Regions from separate parts of the Mus musculus genome. Here region 1 is linked to region 2. Evidence: chromatin contacts called from public targeted proximity ligation data. All regions are on one chromosome and are shown on one strand. The core of a region is the stretch at or near the end of the contact, and the rest is flanking DNA. Distances in the headings are between cores, read along the strand shown. Region 1 overlaps Spindoc (spindlin interactor and repressor of chromatin binding). Region 2 holds the start of Naa40 (N(alpha)-acetyltransferase 40, NatD catalytic subunit).

Region 1 (6,875 bases), core at 3,205-5,704, 130 kb before region 2:
GAACCTGCTAGAAAGAAGAGAAGCAGGCATATGACCAAAATCTTGGACCCTGACCCAGGTGAGGGGACTTAGGGCTGCTGAGCCTGGCTGTAACACTGGAGCATGAAGTCCATGAGGAAGTGGACACCAGAGAACTTCTGCATGAGCTCGGCTGAAGCTTAGGGCTTGAGCCTTTGGGATCTGTCCTCTTCTACTCATACACACTTCTGTGTGGCCTTCTTCCAGACCCCCCGTCTCCTGAGTCACCCACAGAGACATTCGCAGCACCAGCTGAAGTCCGACACTTCACTGATGGCAGCTTCCCTCCTGGCTTCGTCCTCCAGCTCTTCTCCCACACTCAGCTCAGGACCACTGACTGTAAGGACTCTTCTAAGGACAGCAGAGCAGCAGAGGGCCTGCCCCAGCCACAAAACCCCTCTTCAGGTGAGCCCTGCTAGGAGGGGCCGGTGAGGAAAGCTGAGTCCCTGGATCACAGCCAGAGCCCAGATAGAGGTGCTGGGTGTTTAGGCCTTCAAGAGAAGGCCAAGGACAGGGGTTTGAATGCTGAGGAAGCTGGCCTCTAAGTGGGGCATCTCTGGCAGTGGTCATTAAGTTTTGCTAGGCCTTCCAACGCTTGGTGCTCAGCTCAGACCATGAGGCTGGAGCTCTGGAAGAGCTTCCGTCACTCTGGTGACAGAGGGGCCCAAGATTAAACAGGTGTGGGGACCATGGGCAAGTGATGAACATCAAAAGGATTCTCAATAATACAAGTGAACTTCCATTGACAGCTGCTGTTTGTGGTTATAACCTAGCCTACTGACTGAGAAACTCTTGAATATAATTCATTTGATCCTTATTAAATACCTTATAAACAAAGCATAACGTGGTTTCTAACACTTGAAAGTCTGAGACAGGTTTGCCACAGGTTGGAAGTAGCCTAGGTTACAGAGTGAGAACCAATCTTTACAAATCAGAACCCAAAAAAGCTCCTTCCGTAAGCTGTACATGGGGAGCGGGGAGATATCGGCTCATCAGGTGAAGATATGTGCTGCCAAACTGACGACTTGGCTTCAGTCCCCAAAATGAGAAGGAGAGAAGCAGGCTACTGAAAGTACCCTCTGACCTCCACGTGTCCATGGCTCACATATTTCCCCTCCCCAATTAAACTAAACCAAACAAACACATTTTTATTGTTTTTAATTTTTTTTGGTGTTTTGAGACAGGATCTCACTATGTAGCTTTAACTGTCCTGAAACTCATGATGTAGACAGAGCTGGCTTCAGTCCACTTGAGACCTCCCTGCCTCTGCCTAGGTGCTAGGATTAAAGGCATTCGCTACCCTGTCCAGCTCTGTTTGTTTTTGTTTTTGTTTTTTTGAGACAGGGTTTCTCTGTATCACCTTGGCTGTCCTGGAACTCACTCTGTAGTTCCAGAACAACTCAGAAACTCGCCTGCCTCTGCCTCCCAAGTGCTGGGATTAAAGGTGTGTGCCACCACGCCCGGCTCCTGTCCAGCTCTTTAATTTAGTTTTATTTTATAAGCTTTTTAAAAGATTTATAACCGGGTGGTAGTGGTGCATGCCTTTATTCCCAGTGTGCATACTGACAATCAAACTCCTGTGTACTTTTAAACACTGAGGCATGTCCACAGCTCCAGGGTGTTTCTGCTAACTTACAGTCCTGTACCATTATGGGGAAATGAAGACTGCAGTGCCCTCGGGGAGGCTAAGGCTGGATCCTCCCCTTGTAATGTTGAATTCAGATTACAGCATCTCAGGATAAGCAACTTGTGAATGAAGGATTGGTTGTTGCCGGGGAGTGCTTAGACCCTTGTCCCATAAAGTTAGAAATGCTTCATTAATATGCTTTTGGTGCTGGGATAAGTAAACCAGCTAATAGGCAACCATAGACCTGGCATGGGGCTTGCAAAGAAGAGGTAAGCTTTCAGTATGGAGGCAAGCAAGCATGTGATTTCCCTTGTCCGTAGTGCCCACTTTTACTCGTTTGGTCATATCCTTTTTCTTCATCAGAAGTCTGTAGAGGAGTGCACTATGTGCCTCTGTTTACCTAAATGGTCTTCACTCTTAAGACAGGCCTCACTCATGTACTTCCTTCAGTCAGTTACATTCCAGTGTTACTTCCTGGGCAGCCATATCCTCCTTGGACTTGCATGCTTCTGGGCCTCCTTGATCAACCTGGGGCCTTCCGCCTTCACAGATGAAGGACTCCTTCATCATGAGTCTTGGGGTATCCTGTGCCCAAACTACCTATCTGGGATGGTGAGTTGAAGCAAACTGGGTCAGGGCATCACAGGTGGTGGCAGAGGGAGAGAATGGGACTGAGGAGGTAGCAGTGTGTCCTGGTACTGTCATGGTATATGGAACCTTGTCAGAGCAAAGCCTCTGCTGGTTTCTTGTTTGGGGACCCAGAGGTTTGACAGCTCCAGGGTATTCAGCTTTCATAGAAGTAAAGTTCTACCCCAAAGAAAAGATGAGTAAAAATCATAGACACAGAAACAAGACAAGCTCACTGGCGTCAGCTTTGCTGAACTAATGGATATGCATATGAAGCTGCCTGGGAAAACTTTCTGGAACTTTCCAAGAACCTTGTTTGCAACATGTGGATAAAGGAATTTACAAAGCAGTAGAGAAAGTAAACTGATGTGTCCACAAGTCCTTCCAGGGGAGAGGGGTGGTAAAGGCTTTTTATTACTCTGTTGACCCAGTTTGCTTAGAACACATGATTCGTGATTTTCTTTGCTCAGCTCCCCAAGTGCTTACAGTACAATTGTAAGCCACTGTGTGATACCTGGCTTTTGCTTTTTTTTTTGAAACAGGGTCTTCTATAGCCCAGGCTGGCTTTAAACTATGTAACCAAGGCTGGCATTGAATTCTTGTTCCTCCTGTGTCCACTTTTCAAGTGCTAACTCGGGAAGCTGGTCACCACAGCCACAGGCAAGGTATCTCCAAGCTGAACTGAGCAGGAAGGCAGTGAGAGGAAGTGCGGTGCTGCACCTGCAAACGTGAGCCTCAGAAGGTTCTTTGGTTTGGCTCACTTTTATGTCCTCAGCACCTAGAATAGTATGGTGGGTGGGTTTTCTGTTTCTTTGTTTGTTTTAAGATTTATTTATTTTATATATGGGAATACACTGTTACTCTCTTCAGACACACCAGAAGAGAGGGCATCGGATCCCATTGCAGATGGTTGTGAGCCACCATGTGGTTGCTGGGAATTGAACTCAGGACCTCTGGAAGAACAGTCAGTGCTCTTAACCAGTGAGCCATCTCTCCAGTCCCCAGTATGTTGTTTTTAACAAATTGTTTGATTTTACCAATTCAGACTTGGGAGTGAAAGCCTGCTAGATGAGATCAGAGAGAGAGAGAGAGAGAGAGAGAGAATATACATCCCAAAAGGAAAGCTCTCCATCTCCACACTGTTGCAACCCCTCCCCCAAGTGAGTGTCCCTCCCTTCTCCTTCCTGTGTGCCTGGGTCCATCCTCCTGACTTCTTATTCTGTGGTAGTTTCCTAGCTTCGCTCCCTGTCACATCACTTGGTTGCTTGCTTCACCTCTTGACCTATGGTTAACTTTATTTAATCTTGTTTACAATAAACAGAAAGCTTTTGGATTATAGGTTTGTGCTAAGGCTAAGCCACACCACAATTAGACAGTTGTTTTGTTTTGTTTTGTTTTGTTTTCTGTAAATAGTCTCAGGGTTCAGAGCATAATTCTGAAACATTTCCCCCTTTTTTGTCTAATAAAAAGGAAAGAATTTAACTTTATCACAGTAACACTATTTATAGTACTGAAGCTAGTTCTGCCAGGCATTTCACAAAGTTCAGTTTGATTATATTTGGGAGTCTTTTTTATTTTATTTTATTTTTTTTTTTTTTTTGGTTTTTTCGAAACAGAGTTTCTCTGTATAGCTCTGGCTGTCCTGGAACTCACTCTGTAGACCAGGCTGGCCTGGAACTCAGAAATCGGCCTGCCTCTGCCTCCCGAGTGCTGGGATTAAAGGCGTGCGCCACCACGCCCAGCTATTTTTGGGAGTCTTAAGATTAAGTATTTTGTATTAAAAAATTATGTAAAACTTCATGTCAGTGTCCTATGAACTCAGTAGTTTGAATGTCTTGCGCATCACAATCTATTAAGTACACAAACTTTGTTTCTAGTTAACCTGTTTCAGACTCCAACCTGCAAGCACACAAAGGAAGCTAGATCAAATTTGTAGCGGCCTGCAACCACTTGAACTGGGTTCCCCTGAAAGGCAGGCTGGGGCTGAAAGAGATCAGACAGTGAGAAAAGAATGAGGCCAAGACAAACCTTTCTGTTCAAAGCCTTCGAAGTTTACTGAATCTGTATTTATAAAGAGGGTAGGCCCATCCCCCACCAGCCCATTCTTGGTGCCTGGAGCCAGCCCATAGGCGATCTACAGGGTGTGTCTCTGGAACATCTCACGGACCTTTCTGCAGGAAGCAGAGTCTTGGAGAAGAGCAAATAGAGCCATCCAGGTCAGAAGGCGTAGACCCTAGGTAATCTCCTCCTTAGTGGCAGCAAGGTCAAAGTCTGGATCAGCCTGCTTCAAGGCTGAGGGAGGCTACAAAACTTATTTCCAGAATTAGTGTTCTGTATAACTACTACATAATAATCTTACAGGTTTTGAGATAATATTTATACCTTCAGAAAAGCTTGCTTTTTTGTTTTCCGAGACAGGGTTTCTCTGTGTAGCCCTGGCTATCCTGGAACTCACTCTGTAGACCAGGCTGGCCTGGAACTCAGAAATCCGCCTGCCTCTGCCTCCCAAGTGCTGGGATTAAAGGTGTGTGCCACCACTGCCTGGCCAGAAAAGTTAAAAGTCAAACAAAGGTTATGAGATTAGTGGCCTTTATTTTTTTGTTTTCCTCTGTCTCGTATCAGGTGGTTCTTCTGATATGGGACAGAGATTTTAGATTTTCCTTTAACAAGCATTCCTGGGTTTAAAGGAGAGAGCCGTGCTTCAAATCCACAGCCAGCTTTAAGTTTTTTGTTTTGTTTTCGAGACAGGGTTTCTCTATGTAACCCTGGCTGTCCTGGAGCTCACTCTGTAGACCAGGCTGGCCTGGAACTCAGAAATCCACCTGCCTCTGCCTCCTGAGTGCTGGGATTAAAGGTGTGCACCACCACGCCCAGCTCTCAAGCTGCCTTTTACAAGTGGATTTTTAATTTAAATCATTGTGATCCTTATGTGCCTGCCTTCCAAGTGTTGGGATTAAAGGTGTGTGCCTCCTGAGTGCTGCAATTAAAGATTTGAGTCACTGGGCTTGAGAGATGGCTCAGTGGTTAAGAGCACTGACTGATCTTCTAGAAGTCCTGAGTTCAATTCCCAGCAACCACATGGTGGCTCACACCCATCCATAATGGGATCTGATGCCTTCTTCTGGTGTGTCTGAAGACAGGAACAGTGTACTTACATGCATAAAATAACTAAATAAATCTTAAAAAAGAAGAAAAGATGATGAGTCACTGCCTGGCTGTGGGTTCCTTGCAGTAGTCTCTGGTGTAATTTGGTTCTCCATTTTTTAGTGTTAAGGGTTTTCAAGTTTTTCGAATGCTTAATCTATTGTTCTTACTGACTTATTCTGAATTTGTTCACTATTTCATTGTTTTCAGAGGTTTTATTGGTCTTGCCTACATGAGCTAAATAAAATTTGATGTCTTTGCTAAGTTTTGCTAGGCTTTTGCCAGTTCTGGTCATGCCTCCCATGACCAGATGTCTTTGCCATTTATCTTCCAGTTAGTGGTTTTCCATTTTGATGACCATATAGCTAGAGCATCGCACACACACCATGAATCGAGTAGATATTTTCCTCTTGCTTTCCTAGTTGTTTGTCTCACAGCCAGTAACGCTGCACTGATTTTGTGGCTCCTTTCTCCGTGTTGGCCGGTCCATCCCCTCGTCTATAAGCTGTCTCTTGCCATTGGTCTTCGTTCCATCGGTGGTTGGTGATGATTGTGACCATTCTTTAGGTCCCCACAGTTTGGCAGATAACCTGTTTTGGAGGAGCAGTGAACAGTGTAGGAGTGGGGGTTATATATTTATTCTCCATATATGGAAAGCATTTGCCAATGGGCAAATATTGGTGGACTTTTTTTTTTTTCCTTTATGAAGAGCCCTGGTTGCTAAATCACTGATAAATATGATATCCATAATTAGGGTAGCATCAGCTTCAATATTGGTCAGGGTTGCCTGCGGGGAGATGAGCTTAGCAACAGTCACAGAAGCGCTCTTTAGTTCCTGCCCCCATTGGAAATTAGCTGCCTTTCTGGTAACCCTATAGAGGGGTTTTTATAATAATGTATAAATATGGTATATGATTTCTCTACTGTGCAAATTACCAATTAGGAGCTGAAGCTGAGCTTTGTCCCTGGGTGGCAGGATTAAAGGCGTGTGCTGTCATCCTCCTCACTATAACTCTTAGAATGTAGAAAATAACTAATTTCTTGAGATCCACCGCTCTGCTGGCTTTGTAGGCATGGGCTACCACAGCCTCACTGAAATATTTTATCCTAGCTCCAAATCACTTAGAGATTTAGAAAACAAATGTGGCCGGGCATGGTGGTGCACACCTTTAATTGAGGACAGCCAGGGCTACACAGAGAAACCCTGTCTCGAAAAAAACAAAAAAAAAAAAAAAAAAAAACAAATGTGAACTATAGTGAAACCCTTTGAATTTACCTAAAACATTTTAAAGCCCTTTACTGTGTTTTTAATACCAAACAATAAAAAGATCCTTTTTATTTAAAAAGAAAACTCAAGAGTTAATGTCCAAGATAATGTATCTACAGTCTTAACGTTCGAACATGAAATTAAAACACATGTTTTATATACTTTTTATATCACACCAGTAAAGCAAATATG
Region 2 (7,457 bases), core at 2,441-4,940:
CATGTGGAATGAGAGAAGGCAGCTTCTATCTCAGCTGGGATCTGAATTAAGGGGAGGCAAGAGGGTTTCAGTACTGTACTGGCTAGTTTTGACTAGCCAACGTGACACAGGCTGGAGTTATCACAGAGAAAGGAGCTTCAGTTGGGGAAGTGCCTCCATGAGATCCAGCTGTAAGGCATTTTCTCAATTAGTGATCAAGTGGGGAGGTCCCCTTGTGGGTGGTACCATCTCTGGGCTAGTAGTCTTGGAGAGCAGGCTGAGCAAGCCAGGGGAAGTAAGCCAGTAAAGAACATCTCTCTATGGCTTCTGCATCAGTTCCTGCTTTCTGACCTGCTTGAGTTCCAGTCCTGACTTCCTTGGTGATGAACAGCAGTATGGAAGTGTAAGCTGAATAAACCCTTTCCTTCCCAACTTGCTTCTTGGTCATGATGTTTTGTCCAGGAATAGAAACCCTGACTAAAACAAGTACAAAATCCAGAATTTAGGAAGAGGTCAGGGTTGCAGGAGTGAGGAAATCAGGGGACACTCACCTGATTATGATGCCTCTCCTTCCCCACTGTACTCCCAGGTAGGTTAGAAGGGGGTCCTGTCACTACACACACACACACACACACACCTTTCCCTCCCTTATTCCTGGGACGAGGCAACAATGAGTGGGAGAATAAATGGGTGCCTGAAGCCTATAGCTGTTTGAAGGAGTGGCCGCATTAGAGGAAAGGGAGGAAGAAAAGTCAGGCGTGCTTGGGTGACTTGTAGTAGGCCTGGGAATATAGCTTTTTGAAGTCCCAGCACTTGAGATGTAGAGGCAGGAAGATCAGAGGTTCAAGACCAGTCTGAGCTCTGACGCAAACTTGGGGCCATCTTGGACTACGTGGGACCTATTGTCAAGAAAAAAGGAGATCCAGCGGGCAGGTAGAAGGGACAGCCAGAGCCACTCCAGACATGGGGAAGACCAGGGATTAATGTCCCTGTCCATGAAGTCAGAGAGAATGAGAATGGAGGAGGGGGTTCTTCAACCATAGGGGAATGGTTAATGAGAAAGCATCCTCAGAATGGGACGATGTTGGTCAGAGAAGAGGGAAAGGGGGACTTTCCTTGTGAGGCCTTGTATCCCTCTCATTTAACCCTTATGACCTCCCTTGGAAGAAGACGGTTGCTTGTAGTGTGTCTTGGGGACAATAATCAGATATTGGGCTTTTTCAGGTAGCTTGGGTGGGGGAGGGGTTGCTTGGATGACTTGTAGTAGGCCTGGGGATATAGCTTAGAGGCAAATCAATGTGCCCTGCCTTCAGTCCTCAACACTGCAAAAAAACCAAAAGTAAGATGAGTCCGAAAGTGTGAGAGAGGGTGGGTCGAGGGTAGCAGAAAGGATATGGAGATTGGATCAGTAAAGAAAGAGCTGACCACGACAGTGACTTCAGGAGAGGCCAGAGGAAAAGCCAGACGGCAGGGAGGATTTTCTGTTGGACTCCTGCCTCATTCTCCAAAAGTTCACTCAGATGTCTTCTCACCCACCCGCCTCAGCTCCCTCTCCCAGCGGCCTGGTCTCCAGAGTGTTAGGAAGTGACCTTCAGCAATACATTTTCTGACTTCCAGATAAGGAGCCAACTGCAGATTCATCAATTTTCTTACATTCTGGCTGGTGGATTTATACAACATTAAAAGGAAGACTTCCTAGCCAGGTGATGGTGGCACACGCCTTTGATTCCAGCTCAGGAGGCAAGTGCCAGGGCTACACAGAAAAACCGTGTTGAAAAACAAACAAGCGGCCGGAGAGATGGCTCAGCAGTTAAGAGTGCTGGCTGCTCTTCCAAAGGTCATGAGTTCAATTCCCAGCAACCACCTGCCTGTGGCATCTCACTCTTTGCCTGACTCCTCTTCCTGTAACCTTACCTCTACTATATATCTCCTTGTCGAATCAGCAGCCCAGTGGGCCTCAGAACACCTAAACCAGCTGGTGGCCCCTCCACTCAGTTTCCAGCAGTGGTCTAAATCCCCAAGTCTCTGCAAGTCTATGAGCTGCAAAAGAAACGCTTCTTACCTGCCTGAGTCCACTTCATATCCTGCTCCTGCAGGTCCCATTTGCCCTGGCCACACTGTACTTAATGCTAGGAGTGCCAACTAACAGCATTCCCACCTGCAGGGAAAGTCAGGGACTGTTTGACACCACCCCCCCTCCTGGAATGCCCTGCCCTGCTCCCAGGTAGCTTCATGACTTGCTCTCTGACTCCCTAAAGATCTTGGCTCAACTACCACCACCTCGTGTTATCTTCCCCAAGCATCCTAGATACAATTATAAATCCTTTCCTGACAGGCTTTCTTTTCCTTCATGGTACCCAGGGCACATACTATTCTTTTATTATTTATTTAACTGGCTTATTATCTCCTTTCTAGAAAATACCAGCAGATCTTTTTCCTGTTTGATACTATTTCTTTCCTTCTCTCTCTCTCTCTTTTCTTTTTTAAATTTTTTGAGATTTTATTTATTTAGGTCTTTCAAGCTAGGATTTCTCTGCGTAGCCCTGGCTGTCCTGGAACTTGGTCTATAGACCAAGCTGGCCTCAAACTAATGAGATCCACTTGCCTCTGCCTCCCAAATGCTGGGATCGCCTGACTGTGTCTGTGTGACTGTGTTAGATCCCTTGTACCTGGAGTTATATATAGTTCTAAGCTGCCATGAGTCCTAGGAACCTGGTTCTTTTAGATGGGTAGCCATTGCTCTTAACCTCTGAGCTGTCTCTCAAGCCCCATGGTCCTCCAACCTCTGCTTCCATAGTACTTGGATCACAGGTAGGAGCCACCACACTCAGCTTGGTATTGTTTTCTTTGCTGCCTGAAACAGTGCCTACCACTGCAGTAGGCACTCGCTGCACGTTGCCAGGGCTACAACTTCTCTGAGCAATAAACGTAGGATAATGATTAAAATCTGAAAATTTTAAATTTAAGACTGGAGCCAGGGCGTTCTAATTTTGTGTGTGTGTGTGCCCGCGCTAATAGAGACTCTGGAGTAGGGGTTGTAGCTCAATGACAGAACTCTATCATGTGTGAAACCATGAATTTGACCCTCAGTACAGGGCTGGCAGGGTCAAGGAGGCCAACCTAAGCCAAACCAAGCAAAACAAAAACAACAACAACAACAAAAACCAACCAACCAAACAAAAAAAAACCAAGAAAGCTAAGATTTTGATTCCCGCCTCCACCCCAGATTTCAGGGTTAGTCCCAAGGGTTTGCAAACTGCTCTATCTCCCTAGGTGATTCCCATGCAGGTCATGTGGAGGTCACACTACCCAGATGTCTGCTCAAACTGAAAAAAATAGGACCCAGAACACCTGAGGTCTTTAGTTACACAGGAGTTACAAGCTCCTTTAGGACACAAACTTCTGTATCCTCTGGGTTCAGCACAATGTATGTGCATGTTAATGCCGTGTGAACGAATGTTGAGAAGGATGAATGGGTATAACAGGACTTGTTAGAAAAGGCATGCCAAGGGTCAGCTTCTAGAAGTCAGAATGCTTCCAGACTTTTGGCTGTGCCTGCGCGCCTCAGCGAAGGCAGCCCGCACCACCGCCCACCAAGTGGCTCCGAGGCTAGCTTGCTCCAGGCCGGCGCGCGCCCTTCCGCTCCGCGTGGTCGTTGCCATAGTTACAGACGCGGACCGTCGAGGGGGCGGGGCCGGCGCGTGCGCGTCATTCCTAGCGCGACGCTCTGCCGCGCCTCCCGCCTTTCTGTTCTCAGGCCTTCCGCGCGCACGGCAACCGTTCCACCTGCGCGCCTTCGCGCTCGCCGCCCACTCTGGTCCGGTTCTGCGCCGGCGCGGGGCCCTCTAGGACGCGCGGGGGATTTGTGAGACGCATGCGTAGTGCGCGGCCGGCCGCTTCGCTGTCGCTCGGGTTCCGCCGTTGCCACCTCCCTACGGGCAAGTGCGAGAGGGGAGCCGAGGGCCGCCGCCGTCGCCGCCGCCGCCACCATGGGGGTAAGTGAGGCTGGAGAAGTAATGGGAAGTCCACAGCTGCCGTTCACCCTCTGCGTCCTCATTGTTTCGTGAACCCCCTCACGTGACCCTGACCCCTTACAGTCTCACGTGACCCCCGGCCCCCACTTGACAAGAGTTCCCCACGCCTCGTTGTAAAGGTCCCGGCGTTGAGCCTAGCCCAGAAATTCTCTGGGAGCCCTCTTCTCCCCCCCGCCCCCCACTCCGTTCTCTTCGTGCCCCTTCCTGCCTCTCTGACCCCCTAGAAGGCCTCCCCACTCCCGAGCCCCTGCTGCGTCCCTGATATTAGCCCCTTGCTCCTTGAAGACACCCATCATCTGGCTGTCACGGTCCTAGCGGTTTCCTGCTACCCGAACTTGTAGGGAACTGAGGCAGGGAGGCAAGAAGGCGTATGGCCAAGGTCACATTGATATGGCTTGGGCGCTGGACCCCATCCGGTGACTCCGGAGTCTCGATGGAATCTGCTTCCCACTGCTCAAGTCTCTGCCCAGCCAGTTCCCCTACACTTTTGAACCGTCTGCTACCAGCTTCTTCCTGCTTCAGATGAAACGTAGTCTTCCTTACCACACAGGCATGCCCGTTCAGCTTCTGGCTGCAGTAAAATGGATCTTAGAAGTTGGATTGTTCTTAGTCTTGTTACTGCAGGTGGCTTGCAATGGAAGAGGGGGTGGAGGTGTACAGATGAGTAGGGGGGATGGGCTGGTTATAGTCCCAGCCTGGATGTATAGTAACCACCTGTTATGGTCTGACAGCAAGAAGATGCATTTCCATGGCCTTTCCTGGGATATGCAGATCTAGGGTTGGGCAAAAGCACCCTCCTAAAAATGTAACTCTCTGATCATAGGGTTCGTGTGGAATTTGCAACACTTTTAGCGAGTCCTGACTTTGAAACTAGATGTGCCTCAGTGGCAGCCCCATCTTTAACGGCTAGTGGCATGACCCTGCAGGTGATGAGGCCTGGCTTGGTTTTATTCCTATTTGTGCGATGCACGTGACCTCCTCTTAGGATAGTGATGAAGATTAAATGAGAAAATGGATGTAAATAGCCCACTAGGTGCCTTTAAGCAGTAGCTGCTATTTTGCTTATATTCTCAGCCTCACTTCAGTGATCTAAAATAGATTGGTGCTATTTTTATTCCTTTGGGTTTGTCCCTACTGTCACTAACCTAGATTTTTTTTTTTCCCTCTCTCACAAACAAATCAGCTTATTAGACAAAAGTAGTCTAGCTTGTGACAAAACACTTATTTTGGGATCAATGTCAAAACAAAACTTGAGGGGCCTGGGGTTACATAGCTCCGTAGTAGAGTGTATGCTTAACATATGTGAGGCCCTGAGTTCAGTCTTCACAAAAACCTCAAAACCTTCCAAAGCATTTGTCATAGTTCAGACAGTAATTTTTATTCAATATGAAGAAAATCAAGGCTGAGAGACTTTGGCATATTTAACTTCAATTTTAGTGAGCAGTTGCAGGCCCCTGCTGTTGTTGAAGCTAAATGAAATCAAGTTTCTAGTATTACTCATTAACTCTTTGCCCAGAATCAGCCACTGCAGACAAAGCCCTAAGAGGGTGACATGCCTCAGGTTCTGTACTTATTCATTGGTGGCACTGAAGTCATGGGGCCCAGATACACTGGGCTTCCTTTGAGTCCCCATCTATTGCTCATACTGTGGAGATGTTTCTCACAACTCCCATCAGAGTGTCTCCTGGCCTAAAACTCAAAGCAGCAGAGACTTGAATTACCTTCATTGGATCAGATCTGGAATACTCCCATTACTCTCATCAGTCCCCACCCCAGCCTCCATGCCCCACCTGCATAACTTGAAGCAGTTGTTCCTAGTAGTTGCCACCCATTCCCCTAGGAAGTACCCTGCTTCTAAACCCCAGGCTGAGTGATAGTGGGAGCAAGTGGAACAACACCTCTCCCGGGTTCTACTACTGTTGGGTTTGAGTTAGAGGATATATCTCTCCCCTTGCCAGAACCAGTTGGGTGGAAGCATTGACACGGAGGCCTAAGTGATGTCAAATCTCTTCTGGAAGCAGCCACTGGTGGAGTTTGTTTGTGGGTTGTCTTTTTATTTCTCTTTGTGACTCCTAGACTAGTAAGGGGTTCAAGCCTGAATTTGAATCTGAGCCTCCTGTTTGTGCACACACTGGTAAGTAAAGTAAACCTACTCCTGCCTGGTGGAGCTGAGTCCAGCTGAGGCTGGGAAGACCTGTCAGAACTCTAGGACTTGAATTAGTAGTTGGTTCTCACAGCTGAGCTGTCTACAACACATTCTTTTTAGAAAAGCAGAGGCAGAGGGCTAGGGATATAGCTGTTCTATAGAGTGCCTGCCTGGCATGCCTGAGGTCCTGGGTTTGATTCCTAGCACCTCGTAGACTGGGTAAAGTAATTCAAGCCTGTAATCCTAGCACTCAGGAAGAAGAGGCAGGAGGAACAGAAGTTCAAGGTCATCCTTAGCCATATAACAAGTTAGGAGCCAACCTGAGCTATAGGAGATCCTGTGCCCCCCACCCCCAAAAAAGAATGCACGGGCAGAGTGTCTGACACTAGTGGGTTCCTGTAAACAGAGACCATCTCTAAAGCTGGAAATGAAGCTCAGTGTAACATAGTAGCTATGAATATGCTTTGGTCCTAGCACATGTACAGCTAAAAAGAGTTTAAATCCAATGCATAATACCATTTTATCTGTACAACAGCCCTTTGATTATTGCTGTAGGAATTATTAGGTCCATTCTATGGTTGAGGAAACTGAGGTTCTGACAAACTGAACAACTTGCCAAAGGGGCTTTAAGTAACATGCCTAAAGCCATAGCTATTAAGTGAAAGAGCTGAGAATCAAATCCAGGTCTCTTGACTCAAAAGCCCACACTCTTTTTATTATATAAAGCTCCCTTGGGAACGACACTTAACCACAATGAGCTTTACTGTTCACTGTGCTTATTTCCCATTTTAATTAGACAAGTTTTCCTGCGTCCCTGCAGGACAGCCTTACCTCCACAAGGCTTCAGCGAAGCTAATTGGAACAGTGGGAGACCACTCTAACTGGTGTTTGCTGGAGTTGCAGGAGGGCCCCTGCCTGTGTGGCCCAGCCTGCCTCTACCCCTCACTCTGTGCTGGCTGCCAAGTGCTTAAGGGGTGTTGTCCATTATCTCAATCTCCTTGGTAGTGGCCTTGAGGGTTGCCTGGTTTGCCACTCAGTCTGCATAAGTCTCAGAAACCATGTTCCTGTGTTGAGAAATTAAATGTTGTGGAAGAACCCAGGTTTTGTGCTTTTGGGGTCCTGGGAGTCACACTTGGTTTCCAGCACCTTTAATCTTGTCCCACAATGTGTTTTGTGGCAGTCCAACAGTCCTACACTCTGTTGGCTTGGTAGGGTGGAGAAGGGAACTTACATCTCCTTTGAATGTGAAGATATGTTAGCATCCCAGTTTCCCTGGAGATGTTCAAATGGTCATTTAG

Evidence for each region.
Region 1: a targeted proximity ligation map of embryonic stem cells shows a contact between it and region 2, with 8 read pairs. A contact is called at or near these places in 5 of 39 promoter capture datasets (Sertoli cells, cranial neural crest, embryonic stem cells and 2 more), 13 of 484 Hi-C or Micro-C datasets (the C3H10T1/2 cell line, the G1E-ER4 cell line, the Patski cell line and 9 more), 17 of 130 datasets of targeted methods (the 230-238 cell line, the HPC-7 cell line, the NIH/3T3 cell line and 13 more) and 4 of 9 other capture datasets (adipose tissue, liver, macrophages and 1 more).

The regions. Positions count from the first base shown.
Region 1 is chr19:7,367,205-7,374,079 of GRCm38.p6, reverse strand. It overlaps Spindoc (spindlin interactor and repressor of chromatin binding), which reads left to right. Exons shown (of 6, transcript NM_001033139.3): 4 at 1-58; 5 at 226-423. Among named protein-coding and RNA genes, the nearest start is that of 1700105P06Rik, 12 kb to the left of the region's middle.
Region 2 is chr19:7,237,455-7,244,911 of GRCm38.p6, reverse strand. It overlaps Naa40 (N(alpha)-acetyltransferase 40, NatD catalytic subunit), which reads left to right and starts at 3,690. Exons shown (of 8, transcript NM_027643.1): 1 at 3,690-3,974. The coding sequence starts at 3,969.